Regions from separate parts of the Aedes aegypti genome. Here region 1 is linked to region 2. A link is a contact called in public Hi-C data. All regions are on one chromosome and are shown on one strand. Each heading gives the region's core, a stretch centred on a gene start, on an enhancer-like site or on the middle of the called end of the contact. The rest is flanking DNA. Distances are from core to core; before and after follow the strand shown.

Evidence for each region. Hi-C and Micro-C count contacts between places; a contact is called where the count stands out from the background.
Region 1: a contact with region 2 is called in a Hi-C map of whole pupa, with 2.4 times the contacts expected there. The contact joins the enhancer-like site here to the promoter of LOC5564323 in region 2. A contact is called at or near these places in 2 of 2 Hi-C or Micro-C datasets (whole body and whole pupa).

The regions. Positions count from the first base shown.
Region 1 is chr3:12,536,125-12,540,252 of AaegL5.0, forward strand. LOC5564323 (long-chain fatty acid transport protein 4) reads left to right here. Exons shown (of 9, transcript XM_021854362.1): 3 at 2,739-3,103. Among protein-coding and RNA genes, the nearest start is that of LOC5564323, 39 kb to the left of the region's middle. Within about 2 kb of position 2,822, at least 2 of the 3 cell types and tissues checked have open chromatin away from gene starts, as enhancers often do.
Region 2 is chr3:12,496,199-12,500,336 of AaegL5.0, forward strand. LOC5564323 (long-chain fatty acid transport protein 4) reads left to right here and starts at 2,687. Exons shown (of 9, transcript XM_021854362.1): 1 at 2,687-2,819; 2 at 3,330-3,614. The coding sequence starts at 3,594.

The DNA of each region.
Region 1 (4,128 bases), core at 1,572-4,071, 40 kb after region 2:
TTATGGCATGAATTGTTTGGGCCAAAACAATATTTTTTGGGATGCATCTCTTTGCGATGCTCACCTTTATTCACACTTCAAAAAAACTCTTGAGTCTGCCGCCCGAACAAGAAAGCCCTCGGGGAGTTGTAAGAGCACGCTTTTTTTATGGAATTTTACTCTGTTGTGTTTTGTGCTGCATCTTCCTAGCTCATTTTCTGTTGCCTCTCTGCTTAGTATTTTTTCGCTCCCTTGCAAAGAGGCTAAGGAGCACGCTGCTCTAGAGTATTTCACCGAACTCTATTGATGTTGAATTCTACATGCAAATTGGTGCCGAAAAAATATTTCACTGAACAACATGGGAGAACGAAGTAGGATGTTCCTATCAATACATAAAACTGACCTAGATCAGTTAAAAGTTTGAAGTCGAAGATTCCTAATCTCTAGCATGCATATCCATTAGGGATGTTGGTTCTATTCCGTTAGACCGTATGATGTTAGGCCGAATGTCGTTAGGCCGAAAGGGTTGTTAGGCTGAATGGGTCGTTAGGCCAAAAATGTCCGATAATTCTAATGAACCGTAAGGTCGAATGGGTATCTAACAGCATTTGATAAAAAAAAGGAAAAAACATCGATGAATGTGTTTGCGGTTTGAAATAATTGTTAATGATCAAATGTTTTTTATGCCTTTCGACTCTTCCGGCCTGACGACCCATTCGTCCTAACGGAATACGGCCGAATGGCCTTCGGCCTAACGACATTCGGCTTAATGACCTGCATCCCTAGCATGCATATTCATAGCACTAAAAGTTTTGGCATGCGATATACGTGATCGACACAAATCTGCCTCATTAGGGATGTTAAAAAAATTGTTTTGCCTTACTTTAAATTATAACATTTGCAATAAAATTTGACAAGATTCTCATGCCGCTTTAGTGTGCAAAAAAAATGTATCGGTTTATATGTTCTAGGGAAAATTTGAACACCCATAGGAACATTTTTTTCTACCGTACTAAATAATGGAATACAGTATTTTGAACCGTTTCTGAGATAAACCTGATTGAAATTTAAGCTACATCTGATATTTGATCTCGGGACTCCTAGTGTTAATTTGAATACCAGTAGTATGCTACAATATGCATTGCTTTTTTGGGAGCATATGTTTTCATACGACTGTTTTAATGCAATCGCTCAAAATCACTTACACTTTTAAGCGTATTTTGTACATTGTATCGAAAGAAAACTGCCATTGAAGCATTACTGTCCCCGATAAAGTATATGTTAAATTATGAATGATGCAATAACATAATGTAGATTGAAAAATCCACATGGGATAGTTAAGCTTTTATAAGCGGAAAAGATTCAACAATAATATTACAAAGAATTTCTATCCAATCTCACACGATAATGAAAACTTCGAGTCTAAATAACTATGCATCTCCCCCAAAATCGAGGACAAAATTGAAAGAAACACCTGTTTGAATGTTAATTATTATAAAAAAAACTTATGTGGTAAACACGATTCTAGAAATTAGCAAGATAGTCATGTTATTACAAGTGTGAACTAGTTAAAAAAGGATGTGAATAATATTATTAGTTCTTACGTTATTTTTTCGTGTTATTTTAGAACAAATTTGTCAACAGATCTTCAAAACGTAAATCATTTCCCTCGGTTTTCCACATTTTAGCACCGTTCCATTAATGAGTTCTGATTCAACCTCGTGGACTTGATGTTTGCCACCTGCCTAACGAGATTTTATAGTCGGTAGCTTTACAGATAGTTTTACAGTAGTTTCTCGATTTTATCACTGTTCGTTTTAATATCGCTTCATTAAATCACTCTCGATTTTAGCACGGTTTTCTGTTCGATTTTATCACGCCTCAGTAATTGTATGAATTTCATACATTTTGCATTGAAGAATAATCCTAAACAATGATCATATATTAATTTGATCCATCTCCTGCGTGTTTTTCATTTCATTCGCTCTATTCCTGCAACATAAATCTCATATTTTGATGAAAATTATACAGAAAAAAATACATTTTCATTATATCACGCTTAGATATATCACGCCAAAAAAATTTGGATCCGTGATATAATCGAGAAATTACTGTATAGCCTTATTCTTTAGCAGATGGTTAAAGATGATAGAAGATAGAAGATAGAAGATAGAAGATAGAAGATAGAAGATAGAAGATAGAAGATAGAAGATAGAAGATAGAAGATAGAAGATAGAAGATAGAAGATAGAAGAAAGAAGATAGAAGATAGAAGAAAGAAGATAGAAGATAGAGACTATAAGAAAAAAGTTTAAACGTTTGCGCTAGTTATTATCATTAGAGTAATGATCTCTATTACTCTTTATCCACACATTGCATAACATTTTCCAAGCAAGTGATTCAAAGTGACTGACCACCAATCAAAATTTAATAAAACGCACATACTTTTATGTCACTTCAATTTGGATTACGCTACATTCCTTTTTCATCTTCATTGAGGCCCAGGTCACTGCTCTAGTCAGTCACCCAACCACCAAGGTCGTTACCATTGCAACGTAACATGTTGTCATTCCCTGCACGTTCGCCTACTAGGTGTCTTGCGGCTATACAACTTTACTCTGTTAGCGATAGCGAAAGCTCAAACCAACTGCGCCAGCTAGTGCGCAACCGCGATCAACTCGCTTCTGCTATAAGCTTTTAAGTCGTCAAAGCTCTCCTCACTGACCGTCGACTTTTTCGCTTCTCTCTTTCTTTTTGCAGCCATCCATCATCGACATAGAGAAGGGACACGTAGAAAATGACCAAGCCACCAACGGAGTCGACGGAGACAAAAAGCAGCAGCGGTTCAACATCTCTTCGACGTCATCGAGCGCTGTTGTCGCGAGGAGTCCCCCCGGAGCAGGCAGTCCACGCTCGACCAGTGAGCGGATCAGTCGCGTCTTTCTGTACGTGATTCAGTTTGTCGGATTCGGTTGTTCGATCGCGGGTATCGTCCTCGTTTGGTACTTCATGGGTTGGGAATTTGGACTGCCGGCGGTGCTGATCGGCCTGCTGGCCGTGCTGATTGCCAGTGGAAAGTGGCGCTGGTTCTACATCGCAGCCGTGACGATCCCTCGGGATGTGAAGTGAGTTCAGAGGGTGACACGTGGAATACGGGAGGGCTCGATGAGTAGATGTACTGGTAGCTAATTGCCTTTCGTGGTTTAAGTGAAAATTTAGAGATTTTCTTCAATTGTGGTTTCCATGGACGAGTGATCATTGGATAAGCACGAGATACTACGATGGCCAGGCGGTGGAAAGTGTTTTCCAAGGTTTGCTTGGATCTTGAGAGAGGAAACCGGTTTCTTCGAGGCTCTCCGCATATTAGGCGTGAAGCAATCGACGGTTGACCGTGATTGAGCATCTAGTAGGCCGCTGCTGCTGTTGTTTTGGTAATGGCATGACGCTGTTGACGTTGATGATGATGATGAGTGGCGACTGATTGACCTTGCAGCACCAGCGTCAAATTGAACTCTCATACCAGAATCGCAAATAATTAGCTTGCGGGCTGAACAATTGCCTCGATCGAGCAAGCTAGTGTGAATTTCCTATAAGGCATTAAGTGGAGGTTACAAGCACCAGGCTATTCAGTAGCAGCAAAAGACGGAAACACAGCACGACTGTGCGCGATTATTATGCAAGACTCTTGACTTCTCCGGAATGGAACTGGAGTGTGTGCTAGTGCCTCAACAGGTTAAGCAAGGTGATACCAGTCTATTGTATTAAGTTATTTTTTGCGATACTTTGCATTGATAAGACAGACGGGATTTTTGTTGAATCAGATATAAAATTAAATCGAATCGAATGATAATTTGGTCATATCGATCAAGCGGCTTAAACAAAACCTTAATCAGGAAGAATGCACCTCATCAGAGTCTCCAGCGTGGTTCGAACGTGCGTGACATTCCGTCATTTTATCGTCGCCCAGTGCACTCCACCACGCGTTCTACACCAAGCCAGTCGATTTGACAGCCGAACTCTTCGTCGCATACCAAGTAGCCAGAGCCGATGTATGATATGAATATTTTCTCGATTGACCGGTCTATTGGACCTTGGCGTTGTTGGTTGTCATGTCTTCCGAGCTTCCTGCAGAACTATTTATTCAACACGT
Region 2 (4,138 bases), core at 1,437-3,936:
CAGACTCAAGTCAGAGAAGTTAACAAACTTACTTTATCAATCCTACGTGTTTCGCAGACGAAATTCTACCCGTTCCGGTCGAAATCAATTCGATTTTTCACTTTTAGAACGTTCAATTTCAGGATTTACAAAACGGCGTGAGTAAAATTTTAAACTTTCGCAACCTAACCATTACTTTCACCGCTTCGTTGTCTGGAGAGACAGAGTGACTTAACCACGAATCAAAACAAAACACTACTTGAGTCGATTTTACTCTGGTACAGACACGTCGCAAGTAACTGAATGAAACGAATGAATTTTATCATACAATTTTGTGGGAAACGATAGGAACTACCTAGTGTTTTAACGCGAGCTGATTGCATGCAAAATTTAAGCGATGTACACAGTAAAAATATGGTAAAAATGAGATTTATTTATAAACAGTTTTAGAAGACAGGTACGTCGATTTGAAAAAGTGTTCGATATTTCTTCTCAACTGCTTACTGCGATCAAAGAAATGTGATTTTCTTGACCAGTCTTCCACGTATCGAGATAGGCGATTCTACTGATCCTTTATAAGAGAGATTCGTAGAAGCTGACATTTCTGTCAAAGTGTGAACCAATCGAGCAGCGAGAGCTGTCAAAGCGTGAGTCAAATGAACATGCATTATGTTTGTTTTGAATTTTTCTTGAGGAGTAATGTAATCCGCTTGAAATTATTTCGGTAAAAGTTGTTTTGCATATTACAAAAAATGTGAAATATTTTCCTTTCTTGAATTTTTGTCATGCAATATTTAGTTTAGCATCAATCGAAAAATATCAATTGTAGTGTGATTGTACATTGAAGATGGAAAAAAGCTAAGACCCAAGCTTCATCTGAGTGGTTCTCTGTGCAATATCACTATCCTGATTGAACACGGAGTAGCAACTACGAAGTGTATGTTGTATGTTCCATGTTTATGTTTATTAGTTTAGAAATGTAGCTCATAGTTCTATAACGAAACAAAATACACTTTTAAGCAATGAGGAAGTCATGTCCGTGTTACAATATTATTCTCGACGCGGAAAAAACTCAGCACTGCTGGTCTGTTGCCAAATCATTCCATTTTATTTTTTATCTCTCATATAAAGGTTCACTAGGCGATTCCTCTTCTTGTCAGCAGCAAATCAGCCTTAACGTAACAAATGAATGCTGCCTATGTCATCACTGTATTTGTAGTGATAGATTTTATCTATCGGTTTTTGCCAAATTTTCTGAAACTGGACAGCACGATGCTCTTATATACGAAGCCTGTTGCCTGTTGCAGATCTCCACCACACTTTGATCGGACCATTAATTTGCATATTCAAACGAAGCTGCATCAAACAAACCCGGGAAAAGTCAAATAACAAATATGGAACATCTGTTTCGCCGATTTTGCCTTCACAGTTTAGAGACCTGGATTAAACGCCACTGCTAACGGTAAACTAACGGCGAAAGTCCCATTACTTACTGCAATCTTCTTCTTGTACCTACGTCACGTACTTTCACGTGTAGATAGGCAGGCTGTTTTCAATTGCGCCTTCTGTTTTTCAGTCCGAAGTGTGCCCATTTGCCCTTTGCCATTTGTATGTATGTGCTGCTGTTTTTTTAAGTCAACAACGGTGACAGCATCGCATATACAAACATTCACTGAAGCCTAACGCCTTCGACGTTCTTCAAAAGTAATAAAAAATGGTCGAAGCCGCCAGCAATCATCTCGTAGCGAGAAATCAAAGTCATTACCTTCGCTAGTCAAAGCAACCTCAGAACCAAGCAGTGCCCTCCGAAAAAAAAAAATCTCAAAGCCTACTTCAAGAGTGATCACGCGACCTTACGATTTGAGCCGCCACCTTTTCAATGCGAACATTACGAAAGCCTGCTGAGGTTGCAGCCGTTAGCTCTTCTGTATAGAGAAACTCACCTCCGGTAGACACGACCCGTCGTTAGTGACCCCCGCCGGCCGGTAGATCCTCCATATAGTCTCTCAATCTCAGTCTTAGTTTGTCTATTGCCCAAATCTGCAGGGGCGTAGGTAGGTCTTCCATCAGGGGGCTAACGACCATTAAGTTAATTTTGAAAATTCCACGGATAAAACAATCCCCTTTGCGTTATTATCTAAATTTTTATATGAAACGTGGCACTATGGAGAAAAATCACCCTTTTTTTTGAAGAGCAATAATTTTTTTTTGGCGAGATTTGAAACATATTCAATTTGCAAAAGTGCCATAATTATTTTATAGAACAAATTCAAAATTCCATAAATTTCGGCTTCTCAGTATGGAAAATTTAAACATAAGATTAGTCTTCTAAGCATTGAACTTTATTTGATGTTTTCTTCGACCGGTGCGAAGGGGAATAATGACCCCCTCCCTTCATCCCCATACCTACGTCCATGCGAATCTGAGTCCAAACTGTGTGCACCTTGCAGGTGACAGATTCATTCTTCGGTCGGGGAGACCCCGGCCAACCAGACAATCGATTCCAAATTCAGTTCTCCGAATCTCCGAACCTCGCCAAAGACAGGCAAGTGGTAAAAAAGGAATCCTCGGTCGGCGATAGGAACTTGTGCATGCTTATTTTTTTTTTTTTCGTATGCCGTCCCTGCGCTAAGCTCACCGTCGTTTGTTTGATGATGACGAAGAACTGCGGCGTGTGGTGGCGTTGCTTAGAGACTGGAAAGGCGCGCGCCAGCAGTTCAGCCTGAACCGTCGACCTGTTCGGATTGTTAGCCTAACGACGCGTGCGCCAACCACGTGCTTCCCCACGTAGATTAACCGTTTCGAACTCGCGAGTGATTGTTTGTGGAAATTCTTCGATTGTTTGTTTATTTTTTAAACGCGTGTCATTCTGCGGCTGGAATTACAGACCGAACTTCCGGGAATAAGCCATTTTATGAGACGTTTCGAATCATATGTTTTTTGTTTGTTTACCAGCTTTGAAACTTGCTGGCGGGCCCATTTATTTACGTTTCTTCTAGCGCCACATTAGGGAGGAGCTCATTCAATAATGGCGTGCAACGAGCTTTTCAATCTTCCCCAGTAAAATCAAAATCAGCAGGCAGGGAAGAATTTATTTCATTTACTGGTAACATCAGACATGTAACCGCGTAGAAAAATAGCCAGAAAGAGATAAAAATGTCATCACCAACAAAAACTTTACCAGCGCCATTCACATATCATACTAGTTTTTAAAACAATAACAATGAGCGGCCCGCCAGAAAACGTCATCCGACTGTCTCGTAAAATGGCTTATGGGATTTTATCGGTCATTCTCGCGGGTTGACAATGATTAGGAAGAATTTAGTGTGTGATTTCATCTGTTGAGAAAGAAACGAATGCCGCCTGGGGTGGAGATGTGCCTACTTGGATTAACCGAATCGGACGAGTGATTGTGGGAAAATTTGTCGAAACAAGTTACGTTGAAGAGTACCAAATATTGTACACGGAAAGCAAAAAAATAGTGTCTGTATCGTTCATACGTGTGCATATGCGGAGTGACTAAACCGTTGCAAAAGAAATCACCTCGATCGAGTACACTAATTCGATTTAAATCCAGTGGGAACCTTTATATGGATCAGTAATCAATATTCACGATGGTGTACAATGAAACCAAGGTAAGAGAACCGGGCACTTTTGTCTCCTTGTGGTATGGACGTGTCGTTTGATCGGGGCTCGACTGTATACCTCTGTCTTTCCATAGATAGTATAACAACGATGGTTGGCTGTACGAAACGGTAGCCGATTTCACATTAAGTATCGTTTGTGCAAGTTAATTGTGAACCAAAGGACGGTAGGAGAGTAAGGGGTGATATGGTCATCTTGATAATAAATAGTTAAAATCTGACTATCTTAGAATAATTTGATTAGATTTATGAAGACCAAATAAATTTCCAGCACTTTCAACCGAAATCGTCATCAAGAGTTTCAAAACCAATTGGACCAGTAGTTAAAATCAAAGTTTTTTTTTTATACAATATGCATATTATAGCTGAGTTTCAAACAGTTTGATCGTCAAATAGTCTCTAAGACACATTTTTTCATAAGGTCGCTAAAATAGAATAAAACACTCTCAAATATTTATGAATAGCTGTTATCAAATTCAAATGACTGTTTTACCCCGTGTACCCGTTACACCCTG